2 separate regions of the Mus musculus genome follow, and region 1 is linked to region 2. The links are chromatin contacts, called in public HiChIP or PLAC-seq maps. All regions are on one chromosome and are shown on one strand. Each heading gives the region's core, a stretch centred on a gene start, on an enhancer-like site or on the middle of the called end of the contact. The rest is flanking DNA. Distances are from core to core; before and after follow the strand shown. Region 1 overlaps Grm4 (glutamate receptor, metabotropic 4). Region 2 overlaps Ip6k3 (inositol hexaphosphate kinase 3).

Evidence for each region. HiChIP or PLAC-seq counts read pairs in DNA pulled down with a chosen protein or histone mark.
Region 1: a contact with region 2 is called in an H3K27ac HiChIP or PLAC-seq map of VIP interneurons, with 8 times the contacts expected there. The contact joins two enhancer-like sites. A contact is called at or near these places in 10 of 39 promoter capture datasets (the C10 cell line, the SN4741 cell line, cranial neural crest and 5 more), 2 of 484 Hi-C or Micro-C datasets (bone marrow-derived macrophages and embryonic stem cells), 2 of 115 datasets of contacts at active chromatin or transcription factors (VIP interneurons and embryonic stem cells) and 3 of 9 other capture datasets (liver, macrophages and pancreatic islet).

The regions. Positions count from the first base shown.
Region 1 is chr17:27,478,800-27,486,059 of GRCm38.p6, reverse strand. The region is part of intron 2 of Grm4 (glutamate receptor, metabotropic 4); the gene reads left to right. Among named protein-coding and RNA genes, the nearest start is that of Grm4, 31 kb to the left of the region's middle. Within about 2 kb of position 5,244, at least 46 of the 459 cell types and tissues checked have an H3K27ac peak or open chromatin away from gene starts, as enhancers often do. A contact at or near this core is called in VIP interneurons and hippocampal neurons, where this site is marked.
Region 2 is chr17:27,148,834-27,155,696 of GRCm38.p6, reverse strand. Ip6k3 (inositol hexaphosphate kinase 3) reads left to right here. Exons shown (of 6, transcript NM_173027.2): 3 at 4,454-4,652; 4 at 5,601-5,776. Among named protein-coding and RNA genes, the nearest start is that of Ip6k3, 15 kb to the left of the region's middle. Within about 2 kb of position 1,271, at least 98 of the 459 cell types and tissues checked have an H3K27ac peak or open chromatin away from gene starts, as enhancers often do. A contact at or near this core is called in VIP interneurons and hippocampal neurons, where this site is marked.

The sequences.
Region 1 (7,260 bases), core at 3,995-6,494, 330 kb before region 2:
ATCCCCAGCAGCAGGGTCCTCTCCCTCCCCCGCCCACATGTGCTGCTGCTGCTGCTGTTGCTGCTTCTGCTGCTGCAGCAGCAGCAGCAGAAAGGCCCTCTCCTGTCTGTGGCCATGCGTGAGTGAACTTTTTTTTTCCTTTTTAGTTTTGGCTAAGCATTAGAGATGGAAATGGGAGTGTATGAGTTGGGGAGTCCTGACTCCTGCCTGGTGTCGTTGTCCCGCATAGTGGCATAGTTATAGAGCTGTAGAAGGGCTATTGCCTCCCTAGGGGTGGGGAGAGGCGGGAACAGAGAGCCTGTTTAATTTAATTCCCTGTTTTATTGCTCGTTGGATAAATAACCTTCATTAAGACAGAAAAGCATGGGGCGGGCGGCGGGGGACACGGACAGGGAGAAGTTTGATTAATTTCGAGCTGGTTTCTCATCTGTTAATTTTCTTCCGGTTCAGCAGGATTATTTAAACAAATTACAGACATTACTGTCCTCTTCTTCCCCCTGCAGGACTGTGGCCCTCAGGGAGGGCCCTGGCTCCTTTTTCTACCGTGGTTATTTAAGGTCAACTTAGGGGCAAGAAAGGAGGTTCTCCCACTCCACTTGCTGGTGAGGGTCTCCCTGTTCCTCATGCAGTATTTGGGGCTGGGATGGAGAGGTCGCTGGCAAGGCAGGGTAGTTCCACAGTCTAGGCTGCTCCAGAGCCCCCATGCCCTGTGTAGAGGATAGCATGCATGGGACTCAGAGTGCTGTGTGTGTACACGCCTGTATTCTTGCATGCGGAGTCTTGGGTGCCCTGTGTGTATGAACTCTTGTATTGTTGAATGTATGGGGGTGGTATCTCAGGTGCCACTATGTCCCCAGCATGCTCTGTGTCACACATACAGGCCTGGTTCACAGGGCTGTAGACAGGCAGGAACTGGTTAGACTGGAGAGGGAGATGAATACAGGGTAGCAGAGCCAGGGGTAGCAAGGCCAGGGGGTAGCAGAGCCAGGAGGTAGCATGCCCATTAGTGCGGAGCCATGCTCCCAATGCCAGGGAGTGCCATGCTCGTGAGCACAGAGCACAACCATGTCCATGTCAGATCTAGAACTTCTGAAAGCAAGGGGGACTCAGCTCCATGCTGGCTTATGTGTAAGCCACCTGCTTGGAAAACCCTGTCAGAGGCACAAGCTGGAGGAGTCCATGGCTGAGGAGGGTCTGAAGTGAGAGATTCTTTCCAGGGACATGGATGGGTCTGACACCAGGATGGGAACCTCAGATTGGCCACAGGTGCTAGAAGAGCAGAGGGACCGGACAGGGCCTTGGCTTTTCCAGCTTTTGCCATGCTGAGGATGAACTCAGGGCCCCGGTGCATGCAAAGCAGGCATTTACCGCTATGCTATAAGGGCTCTTGTTTTTGAGGAGCCGGCCATGTAGCTCAGGCTGGCCTCAAATGTGTAATGCTCCTGTCTCAGCCCGAGTGCTGTATTCAGCTCACACTCTCCTGTGATGATCCCACTGTCTGCTCTCCCGGGAGACCTTGTCCTGCCTGCTCTCTCAGCTCTGTTCCTTGAGCTGGCTTTGGAGACGCACTTGAATTGTATGGAGATTTTGGCCCCCCTCCCCCCCCCCCCCCCCCCCCCCCCGCAAGGTGGAAAAGGCTCCTCTTTCTGCAGGACTGTTGGTGCCTGGCTGGATGCTGAGCCTGTGGGCACTTCCTGCCCACTCCTGGGAGGTTTGGATTAGACTCAGATGCGCTGGTGGTCCTCATGAATTTGGGGGGCGGTGTGTCAGGGACACATTTGGTGCCTGGGGGCCCAGATTTCAGTGGCAGCTGCTGAATGGGAGCCTCAGAGCCTCTGAGTCTTGCCTTGGGGTTCTCAAGTTATCGAGGGGAAATCACATCAGCCATAGCAGGTAGATCTCTAAGGCAGGCCTGAGATGAAGTAATGTTGTTTTATGTGGGTGGTGACCTCCGGATGATTGTGGAGAAGAGCAGTGTCATGGGAAAGGGCTGCCTAGAGTCTTAATGAGTGAATCCCTTTGTGGGCAGCAGACCAGTCACTAAGTCCTTCTCGGCACTAGAGAAGGGCTGTCCCATACTCTACCATGTCCCATTGTCTGGGCCATGGTGGGCACATGAAATGTGGTGGCAATGTTGAGTGGCACGTGTGGAGGTTTCTGCAGCAAGAGGCTGGCAGCAAAAAGCGGGGGCTGCCCACTCCCTATGGCACCTGCTGTCCAGCAGCAGCAATAGCCTCCTTGGCATTTATAAGCTGAGAATCTTTGGAGGCTGTCCCTCTCTGGGTCCCTGGGGTTCAGAGGTGACAGAGACTCAATCTTGTTCCCCATGGAGGTGGCAGATTTTACTGGCACGTAGAATAGAAGTAGAGTTGGCCCAGCCACTCACCACCTGGGTGACATTAAACATGATCCTGCACCCTGGAGGGATAGAGAGCACCTGTCCCCTTGGAGGGGTGGGGAGAACCTGTCCCCTTGGAGGGGTGGGGAGAACCTGTCCCCTTGGAGGGATGGGGAGCACCTGTCCCCTTGGAGGGGTGGGGAGCACCTGTCCCCTTGGAGGGGTGGGGAGTACCTGTCCCCTTGGAGGGGTGGGTAGCACCTGTCCCCTTGAGAGCTGGCAGCAGCCTGTTCTGATTATTGAATGAGCCTGGGTGAGGAAGGCCAAGGGAGAGGACTCCAGTTCTGTGAGTGGGGGTCAGAAGAACACCCACAGGGATGGGTTCTTTCTCTCCACTGTGTGGGTCTCAGGGATTACACTTAGGCTGACATTCTTCGCAGCAGGCACCTTTGCCCCCTAAACCATCTTGAGGACCTCTGCATAAACTTTCCTCCAACAGAATCTTGATGGGACCTGCGTAGGAGAATCAGCAACTGTGGACAACAGCTCCTTACTGGTCCATAGTCGTTCATATCCGTGGTCTACATCCTGGGCTATGGGAGGTGGGCAGAGGCAGACAGTGTGTTCTCCTCAGGGTCTGAGGGAGGTGTGTGATGTCTCAAGAGAGTCCGTGAGGTGAGGGAACAGCAGGACCCAGGCCTTGGGATGCGGGAAGTGCAGACCAGAGCCAGGGAGCAAGGAGAAGGGAGAGGTCAGACCAGGGGAGAGGTCAGGAGAGACTGAGCTAGCTTAGGGTTTTGTTTGTCCTTCCAGCTGTGGGTGGGAATGCTTATGTGTGCAAGGGGGTGAGTGTGTGTGCGTGTGTATGAGTGTGTGTGCGTTCTGGATGTTTCCAGAAGAAAGCTGGCAACACCAGATAATAAGCCAGGCTCAGACAGCGAGGAAGACTCAAGGTCTTGAAGATTCTTTGGCCTGAATGCAGAAAGGACTTAGTGGCTCTTCTGAGGCTGTTCCTGCTCTGGACACTTGTTGGTGTCTCCAAAGGTGGTCAGCTGGGTGAGATCCTGACCTTCAAGAATCAGAGAGTGAGCATAGAGACAGGCAGGTGAGGGCATGGGGCTGGGCGGGGTGGGGTGGGGTGGGGGTGGTGGTGGTGCTCTGAACCCTGGGGTGCAGGGCTGAGGCAGGAAAGGGAGGCTGTGCTAACTGAGGAGGCACAGGACCCAGAAGGAGACCACACAGTGAGATGCCACAGTGAGGACAAGCACAATAGAGGCCAGTTAGGGGAGAGCTGCCTGCTGGGGACTCTAGCGGGGCACCCAGCCTGGGAACCCCGAGGCTGTGCCAGTTGTCAGTTGTGAGTTTTTTCTGCTTCTGGCTGCACCCCCAGCCCCTTCTCCCAGATAAACCCCAGAGCCCCAGTGGGGCTTCATTCTGGCTGCCTGGCCAGTCTGACTGTGGCCTGGCTGTGGATATAAATCACGGGGAGTGTTGATGGTGTGACTTTTATCGTCTCATGTGTTCAATGATGTTAAAACATCCCATTATATCATCTTATATTAATATGGTGCAGTCCATCACACACACACACACACACACACACACACACACACACACACAGTCTGATGGAACAGTGGTGGACAGCAGAGTGGCTCATTTCCTTGAAGGCTAGCCACGCCCCCACCACTTGTGCTCGGCAGCTAAGAGGACCTTAGGGCACCTGCATAATAATAACCGCTTTGGGCATTGAAGATCCTCCTGGCCCTGCCCTAACTCCTGAAGCTCCTGGAGGGTCATCAGGTTTGGGACAGGTTTTCATGAGATCCTGCTTGCTGTAGAGCCCCCTCCCTCTGTTCTTGATGAGAGCCAGGCAGCTCATTAAATTCTCACTAAACGGGAGGTGCAGGTGGAAAGTTGACTGCTCAGGGGTGCAGGGCACGGGGTGGGGTGGGAGGTGGGGGTGTGGGGGTGGGGAAGCAGCAAGAGCAATCCTGACCCTTATTTACACTGTCTCCTGGGCCCAGACACCGGGTGGGTGAGGGGCTGGGGGCTGTGGGTTGAGAACACTCAGGCAAAGCCCTCAGACATGGGTTCAAATCCTGCCTTACAATTTGCTGTTTGAACTCTGGATCTGTTTCCTCATCTGAAAAAGAGAGTTAACAGTGGTGCTGTTGTGTGTGAGGACTGACAAGATGGTCTGTGTGTGTGTGTGTGTGTGTGTGTGTGTGTGTGTGTGTAGCACAGAGTTGATTCTTAGTGTGTCACAAATGCTGAGATGAGTCACCACGAACACCCTCCGTTGCTCACCTGTTGACAGGGCTGCCGGGCCTGATGTGTACGGGCCCCCCTCCATGCTTTCCTGTTATCTTTCCTGTTTAGCTCCTAGCTCAGGCCCTGGGGTCCTGAGGCCACCTGGGCTGGTCTAGTATGACCTGGTGACCTGGATAAGCCCTTCCATGTCTCTAACCTGGGCAAAGCCTTCTTTCTTTAGTTTATGGGGATTGAAGCAAGAGAGCAGAGAGGTCCCACATTTGGCCATCCACACCCTGGACAGGATAATGGCTTTAGGCACCTAGGTCCTCTGCCTCTTTCCCCAGCTTCCTTCCTACCCATCCTCTTGGATGCCCCTCACCATGGCCTCACTACGACTTCGACAAAGACTCAATTCTCATCACAATGCCCACTTTGCAGACAAAGAGACTGAGGCTCTATTACCTGCATCTCATCTCTGGGAGCTTGGTTCTAGCTCTCCTTGTAGCGAGCACAAGGGCTGTCTGTGGTCCTGGGTGTGCGAGCTTGGCTCCGGCCCTCCCCTCCAGGCCTCAGCCGCCACCCACCTCCCCTAAGATTGACACGGACGAGGGGCACAGTCAGCGAGCAAACCTGCTACCCTGAGTGTAGTTGATTGATCTACATTTTGCTTATGAAGTAGGGCAAGTGCTGATTTGAGGATCTTGTTTGCTCTCGGCCCAGGGCTGGCGCCCGCCCGCCAGCTCGAACAGCCTTATCTGTCTTCAAGCCCTTCCTCCAACGCACTGGTGCGGCTCTTTTGTCAGCCGATGCCAGGAAAGCTGGGCTCTCTCCTCCCTCCGCACCCCATCCTCCACACCCCATTCTTCTCCAGCTCCCAAGCCTCACAGTAGGGGTGTGTGCTGGGTTCCTATGAAAATATGCACCGCTTAAAAGGGCAAGCAGGGACTGAGCACGCGCCTTCCAGGGGCATATCTGCCCAGGGCCCGTTGCGGTGCTGCCGATTCCATCCAGGAAAACAATTCAGAACAGGAAATTAATCCAAGCGCAAGTTTCCTGTATTGATAGGAGGCTGAGCAGCCAGAGTGGAGGCAGGAGTGTTAGACAGAGTGTCACCGTGGGATCAGAGAAACAAAGGTCTGGCAGAGCCCTGCAGGCCAGAGGCATCATGGGAGGTGGGGGAGTCAGTATTGCCCTTTTGTGGGTATTATCATAGGTGGCCCATTTACTGCCCTGGCTGGGTACCGGGCAGAGTGAGGCCTCCCTGGCAGGCTGCCTATGCTGTAAATGAGGGCGAATAGGGCAGATCATGTGCACTGCTGTGCGGAGGATATCCTGCAGCAGGGAGGACCACTGCGAGGTCCTGAGGTACGATGTGCCCACAGGACCCAAGGTATGGAGGGAGGCTGGCATGACAGGAGCTGCTGGGGGCCAAGGTGGTGTGGGAAGAGATGGGGTCAGAGGTCATGCACGTGAGAATACTCCAAATTAATTATTCTGATGGACTGCCTTGCTGTGAGCTGCAAGGGAGATATGGCCTGATACCCACGATGTGAGCACCCAGATCCCAGACAGGGTGTCTCTGTGTAGCCCAGGCTTTCCGGGAACTCACTACGTAGACCAGGCTGGACTCACAGAAACCCACCTCTCTCTGCCTCCCAAGTGCTAGGATTAAAGTTGTGTCAATGGCGTGGACTCTTGCCCAGTCATTCCCTCAGTGTGTTGCTGTGGTGGTTTGAATGTGAACGGTTTCCCAAGGGCTCATGGATTTGAATACTTGGTTTGAGAATACTTGAAAACTGTTTGAGAAGGATTAGGAGGTGTGACCCCCCCCCCCCCGTCCCTTCCTTCTCCCACTTGCTCTGCTCTGATCACTCTGGCCCCACTCGTAGGTGTGGTCTTCTTGGAGGATGCTTTCTACTGGAGGTGGGCTTTGAGATTTCAAAAACTCAAGCCACGAACCAGGCAAGGTGGCACACACCTTTAATATAGCACTCGGGAGGCTGAGGCCAGCCTGGTCTACAGAGTGAGTTCCAGGACACCCAGGGCTACACAGAGAAACCCTGTCTTGAAAAACAAAACAAAACCAAGCAAACATCTGACGACGCCAGCCATTCGCAGTTAGCTCTCTCTGCCTCATGCTCTGGGATGTCTGCATCACCGCTCCAGCGCCATGCCCGTGTGCCCTTGTGCCTGCTGCCACATTCCTGGCTAGGATCGTCATGGACTCTAACCCTCTGGAACTGTAAGGCCCAACTAAATTCTTCTAGAAGTTGCCTTGGTTATGGTGGCTCATCACAGCAATAGAGAAGTAACTAAGACAGTTGCTTAGAGAAAAGAGAGGCCTACCCAAGGCTGTGCTGTGCTGTGAGGGACAGGGTACAGCAAGAGTTCTGGTGACAGGTGCTGTCCTGACCTATGGGACACTGGCAGCTGTAGACTATGTCCTCCTAGGGAGTAGTCCTCTTTGGCATCCTGGGGGATGTAGGGGGCAGCAGGGTGCTGTTGGAGACCCTAATTAAAAGCTTAGATCCAAATGGCTTGATGGTGGAATTTCTAATTAAATCAATTTCATCTCGTCTGGGAAGCAGAGGTTTGCATACGATAAGCATGAAATTAATAATTACGCTTAGAAATTAGCTGTTGCTCAAAGCAGGCCGTTTGCACAGCCC
Region 2 (6,863 bases), core at 22-2,521:
AGGCCTGTGTCTTGTATCACCAGTCCAGGAAAAGATCAAAACTGAGAAATCAAAAGATGTTTTCTCCTGGATACATTTTGCTCCCACCATCAAGAAGCAGGGAAGTCGTAGGTCAGACTCTCCTGCGCTGAGGGATGCCGCTGGTACCTTTGGCCGAAGGTTGTAGCTAAGTGGACATGCCACAGGGTCTAGGTCAGCCTTGCCTTTAGGATGTCTTACAAATGGTGTTTCTAAACACAGTGGGGAATGGCTGGAGCCAGGAACCTCCTGACTCCCTAGGATAATGGATGAGTACCAGCTAGCCTGAGAGGGCTTGGTGGCACCCCAAAGCCAGGCTTTGATGAAGCAGAGCCTGGAGCGTGATCCAGGCAATGTGAGGAGACCCTATAGGCTCAGAGTCCAGCAGGGCTCCCCCAGTCACTCTTAGATACTCGCAGTAGAGCCGGGGACCAGTAACGGAGGTGGCTGGTTTTAATCAGTAAGAAGCTGTAGTGGCCTGTCCCTGGTACTTGCTCTGGGCCATTGCAAGAGGCCCCAGTTTACATAAACCTCATAACTCCTCTCAGAAGCCAGCACTTTCATAACCCCAGAGACGCAGATAAAGAAAGCCAGCTTGCCTGGGGCTACACAGCCGAGAGAGGTGGGCCTGGGGTGTGAAGCCCTGATGTCTAGCTCTGTGGGTTCTTGGCTCTATTCACCCACTCCACTGAGATACCTGGCGTGTCCATTTCAGGGTCCATCTAGCCCCAGGAGGGAGGAGATGGACTCTCTCAGAAGTACTTAGGCAAAACATCATGCCAGCCAGTTAGATAACCTTCTGCTTCCGCATAGAAATAGCTTTCGCAGAGAGGTGGAGCCATTTCTAAAATGGCTACTGCGTGCCACGGAGCCCATCACAGTGCCTTCCCCGACAAAGACATCAGGGAGAATTTGGGCTAGGATGGCATTCTGAAGGAAAGTGCTGTGTCCCTGCAGCTTGCTCTAGACCTTAGCTGGACTCCTAGTATGGCCCTCTTGAGGCTGAGTTCCTTGCCTCTCAGTCAGCCTTGGGTGAATGAGCACAGGCACCCGGGCTCAGTTGGTAGAGGGTTTGGCCAGATTCATATTACAGATGGCGGCGGTGAATGTTCTCATAAGCTTAAAATAAGCACATGATACAATTTCTGCCAAGGCTCGGGAAGCTGTTTGGTCAAACCGAAATTGCTGAGATGCTCCGGGCATGCCAATCGTGGCAGTAAGCACTCTGTCTGCCCAGCTGGCACGCTCTCGGGCTGAGATGCATGGGACGGGCTATGGCAAGCCCCAAGGCTCCCAGTAGGGCCTCAGCAACAGATCCCAGGTCTCCAGGTCTCAGACCCACAGACACGAAGCCTCCTGACTGTATAGCGCAACCCAAGCACCGGAGAGTCTGCCTTCTCGTGGGTGAGGGCAGGCAGCTCAGCACAGTTTACAAGGGAGATCTCAATGGGCCGGCTCCAGGGGAGAGCTGTGCTGAGCCCCGGCTGGGTGAGAGAGGAGAGAAGGAGGTCACAGGAGCTAGAAGACAGCCGGACAAGATGATGAGCCCATCAGAAACAGAGAGAGAGCTGCAGGAATGCTGAGCTGGAAGCTCTGGCTGTATGAGAAATGGAAATGACTTTTGGGTTATATCAGTTGTGGGTTATTTGCACCCCCTCTCCCCGGCCTTTACGCAGGCACTCGACCCGATGAGCTCAGACAGGCGTGGGGCCTGGAGCAGCGGGGAAGGTCACATTTCTTGTCTCTCTGGGGAGGCCTCCTGGGCACAAGCTGCCAAGAACTGTGTTTTCTGGCAGCCGTGTCACCGTAGGCTCTCAAGTAGAAAAGGCCATGGGCTGCCAGATGGGAATGTGAAGTCTAAGAGACCCTAAAGGACATTGCTTTTAGCCAGTGGAGCTTCCTGGACCCACTAGGCAGCTGGAAGGGCACAGACTCACTCCAGGACAGGCACGGGGGCGGCTAGGGCTCTCCCTTTGTCATAGAGGACTCACGTTGAGAGCTAGAAAGGTCTCCTCCCTTAACAAACACCTCCTGCCCGAGGACTCCAAGCTAGAAACGCAGAGGCCATGCAGGGCTCGACTCATGACTTCTCTGTCCCCTCCACAGAACAGACCAGCCAGAACCAGTATTTCTGGGAACACAGCAGGAGTGTCCCATATGCACTTGTGGGTAAACAGAACCCAATTGTGTCAGACTTTCCATGGAATCTTGGGAAATGTGTTATAACATGCCCTTTCCTTAGCAGGCACGTGTTAGGTGGCTCTGTGGCACACTGGTCATGTGACCTTGGCTCAGACTCCACCCCCACCCCGACCCCCAGCCCTCTGCATCAACTTATGGATGTGCTGTAATTTCAAAACCACAAGGGGAAAGTGCCAGTCCTGGGCCACATAGTGTAGGAGAGATAAAGAAATGTCCCTATCTGGCCACCCCCAGGCACAGAATGAGGGAGCTTGACAGGAGTGGTTCAGGATGATGCTGGTGTCAGATAAGCACAAATATCAACAGCATTATTTACTACTCTGTGTCTTCAGGACATGGAGACCTGGGAGGGGTGGAGGAGAAGCAGATGTTTCAAGAGTCTGAGAGAACTGAATGTCCCTCCCCGCTGCAGAATGAGGCCACTAGGAATCTGAGATGACAGAACTTGCCTAGGGATTCCACTGGGCTGGGTATAGTGGACTCTGGAGAGCCACCCCAGGAGTGGGGGTCCACACTGACAGTCCCCAGGGACTGGGCCGGGATTCAGGAAAATAATTCAGCAGGCTTCCCTGTCTGCTCAGGGGAGTAGCCACTCATAGGGGGGAGGTAACCAAGGAGCCTGGGGAGAAACAAGTATAGAGCACATAAAACGTGTGACCCTACCTCCTCTCCATCTCTGTCAGTAGGACACAAACCATGTTCAAGAGAGTTTTTGTAAGGGGCTCTTTGCAGAAATCCATGCAGACTCGAGTGTGCACTGAAAACTGTAACCACTTCAAGCATGCAGGGCGGGAGGGAGGGAGAAGAGACTCCAGTGGAACGTTGCAGCACCTGACCTACCGACAGGGACACAGGGCAGGGACACAGACGCTGAGTACCTTCCTTTCCTGACCCCTCACCTCCACAAGAGCCCCACTGCCAGAGCCACTGGAAAGTAGAGAAAGCACAGGAAGGCATGGGGCACTGGATGGGGTCAGCTCCTCAGCACCAGGCAGGCAGACAAGCTGAGAAGAGGGTGAAACTAGGAAGGAAGGAAGGAAGGAAGGAAGGAAGGAAGGAAGGAAGGGAGGAAGGAAGGAAGGAAGGAAGGAGGACAGGACAACCAGATGCCCTGTTCTCAAAGAACGGAAGGCTGTCTGTGATGTGGGACTAGGACAAGGCCAGGAACCACAGAGGGAGGCCGGGGCTTCTCCGTTGTGACAAGGACTCCACAAGGTGACTGTGCAATGCTAACTGCCCCTCATCCATAGTTTTGTGTCCCACCAAAGTATCCGAGGAGACTGCAAAGCATTTCAGATGAGCTCAGGGGAGGTCCTTGCCTACACAGCCCGTGACATTCCTGCTTTGATTACCAGCTGTGGAGGTTAAAGGCACCCCGTGTTAGGGAAACCTTGAAGATTCTAGGGCAGTGGTGTCAAGCTCCCTAATGCTGAGACCCTTAAATACAGCTCCTCATGCTGTGGTGACCCCCCCCCCCACCCATAAACCTTTTGGTTGCTTCTTCATAACTGTAATTTTGCTACTGTTATGGATCGTAATATAAATATCTGATATGCAGGATATCTGATTTGTGACCCCCAAGGGTCATGACCCACAGGTTGAGAACCACTGATCTAGAATTTCCCCTAAGAACGACACATATCCCAAATCCCACATGCTATTATCTTCAGCCAGCGATGACGGCTGGGTACCGATGGGAAAGGCAGAAGGGAAGACTGTCTGAAGTAGGGCAGAACCTTGAATCCTGCAGCTGCCTCAGGAGGGCTTTCTAGAAGAAGCTGGCTGGATGAAGACAGATGAGAGGATAGAGATGGCTGAGCAGGCAGAGGGGAATGGAAAAGGGATGGGCCAGGCTTCTCTTCATTGGCGCCCCCTGGAGGCGGGGAAGTGGGAAGGCACCTTCATAGAGGACCAGCTCTAAGGGATCCCAGGTTGTATGTGGATGAATTGTTGGTCCTGGTGTGATGGGGAAGGCGTGAGCAACCTTGAAGTTGGGAATCTAATTCTAGAACAGTGTAGGAAGTGTGAGCGGTGCGGTGAAGAAACAATCCTAGGTCACCCCTAGCTACAGGGTAGGCACTGGGGACATATTCGGGTTCAGGCAGAGCCACCCTAGTCTTGACTCTTCCTTGAGAGAGCTTCGAGGGAGAGAAGGAAACTGCCTAGGGCCATCAAACTCAACAGTTATGACCCATGACCCAGTGTGTTCTCCCCTCCCTCCTGTGTCCTGCAGGTACCATCACAGTGCGTCTCCGGAGAGACAGCAGAGGCCACCTTGGCCTGGTTGCCAACCCACTGAAGGAGAACCTGGAGCCTTTCCAGGTCTCCCCAGAGTCCAGAGCGGTAGCTCTCTGGCAGACACTTCAGCAGACAACCGGCAGCGAGAGCAGCCCCTGCCCCCTCACCCAGCTGGCTCGCTCACTGAAGGAGAGGTAAGGACCACTGAGCAGGGAACAGGGAGCTGGGTGACTGTCCCTCAGCATGCACCACACTGTGCCCAAGGCCAGCCAGTCCACGTGGGGGTTAGCTTCTAGAAACTGAGACATTCAGATAAAGGCTGTTGCAAAAGAAAGGGCTGTCCCTTCTTGGGGAGGATGGTGTGTGTTCCAGAGCAGATCTCTGGTACCTGCTCGGTTTAATTAAATACCTGCTTCACTGAGACCATGCAGGTCTCAGGGGGAGAGTATGCAGGCGCAGATCTTGGAATAGTTTACAGAGAGGAAGTGTGCCTAATTTCTCTTGGAAGTCAGCTTTGAGCAGATCGCAGGGAAGAGTTAGGGAGAGTGAGAGCCCCTGGAGACAAAACAGCCCCAGGGGCCTGAGGACCTTAGAGAGATCTTAGGAGCCTCTGATAACTGTCTGCTGACCTTTCCCAGAGTCCCTTGGGGGCAGGAGCTGATACAGTAACGATGTTGCTCTTCCCCAAGGAGCTTCAGATCTAATTAAGTTTTTGGTTCAGCGCAGGGCTGTCCCTTCATAGCTGGGGCCAAGATGCAGAGCATACTCTAGAAGGCACTGTGAGGTCTCAAGGACCTCACACACCAGGGCATGAATCTAGACCCCTGACCCTGGAGGTTCCAGGTGGGGTCACATCCCTTCCCTTTATCACCTTGATAGCAAGAGTGGATCTAAATCACTCCAGCCCTTGGGGGTAGCACATCTAAAAAAAAAAACAAAACAAAAACAAAACAAAAAACACTGAAGAGACCTATACCTGGCATGATCTGGTGTCAGGACCCTGTGGTGTCTCTAGTGGCTTGGTGAGAGTCCTATGCAGTGGCTTTTGTCAGAGGCCATGCCAGGGAGCCCAAACGATGAGCCACAGCCATCCTTTTTCCTCTGGCAGCTGCTGAGCTATCTTCAAATGCTTCTCTCTACAGTGCAGCCAAGGTGCTCCTGAGGTCCGACTGCCACCTCAGTACCCAGGCCTCTCCGCTGGTGGAAAGTGAAGATGGGAGCCAGGTGGAGAGAAAGGGCTTTAACCCATGGGGCCTGCACTGTCACCAAGCCCACCTGACTCGTCTGTGCTCCCAGTACCCAGAGGACAAGAGACACCGTATCCTTACTACCCTGGAACCTAGGGTTGCTCACAACCCCTAGGGCAGGTATGAGCAGAGGAGGACAGAGAGGGAGAAACAGATGGACGGATGGTACACACGTGCGCACACACACAGGCACACACATGCACGAACACACACATACATGCACACACATGGACACACAGACACATGCACACATGCACTCACATATACATACAAATGCACAGGCACTCACAGGAGCAGTCACATACAAGCAAATACATACATGCACACACGGCCACACATACTCAGACTTATGCACATGTACACACATACACACACAGGAGAAACAGATCTAGGGAGATCTGAAGGTTTGAACCCACAAGCCCAGGGTCTTGAAGAAATCAGATTCCTTTCAAAGGAAAACTCAGAGGGCATGGGGACATCCCACTAGTGGCTAAGCTAGAGCCTGGCTTGCATGTCTCTGGCACTTCAACATATGGGAGAGATGGAACTGTGTGACTGGGGAGACAGGAGAATCTCTTGCTAGGACTAGGTAGGGACAGGAGGAAGTCTCTCTATGTCTCACTCCATTGCAACATCTCTTCCCTTCAGATTTTGCCTGCAGCCCATGAGCTGTGGAGAAACCCTAAGGGGAGGCAGACCTTTCCCTACAACAAAAACGCCCTCCATCCCTCCCCTACCTACCCACCCCTCCACTCTATCCTAACTCCCCTCCCATCCCCCACCCCCCTGGCCAGGTAGCTTAGGCCCCTCAACCCTCTGAGTTCTTCTGAGAAAAATAAAACAAAACCAAACCTGGTGGCTGCTCTTGCCGTATTTACCAGGACACATCTGCCGCCCTAATCCCTAAGAGGCTCCCGAAGGATAATTACTCTGCTGAAATTAATATTCCTACAACTTCCCTCCGAGGCGAGCATCAACCCCCTGTCCCAGAAGGTGCAGGCCCATTCAGTGTCACACAGCATCTGGAGGTCTCAACCCTGTGAATTCCCTGCCACAAATGTAAATTGGCCATGGCCTGCCAGGAATTTCATGCCTGCGTTTAAATTTCAACCTCAGAGCAAAAATGGAAAAGAGGAAAAAAAAATCTTCTCATAAACT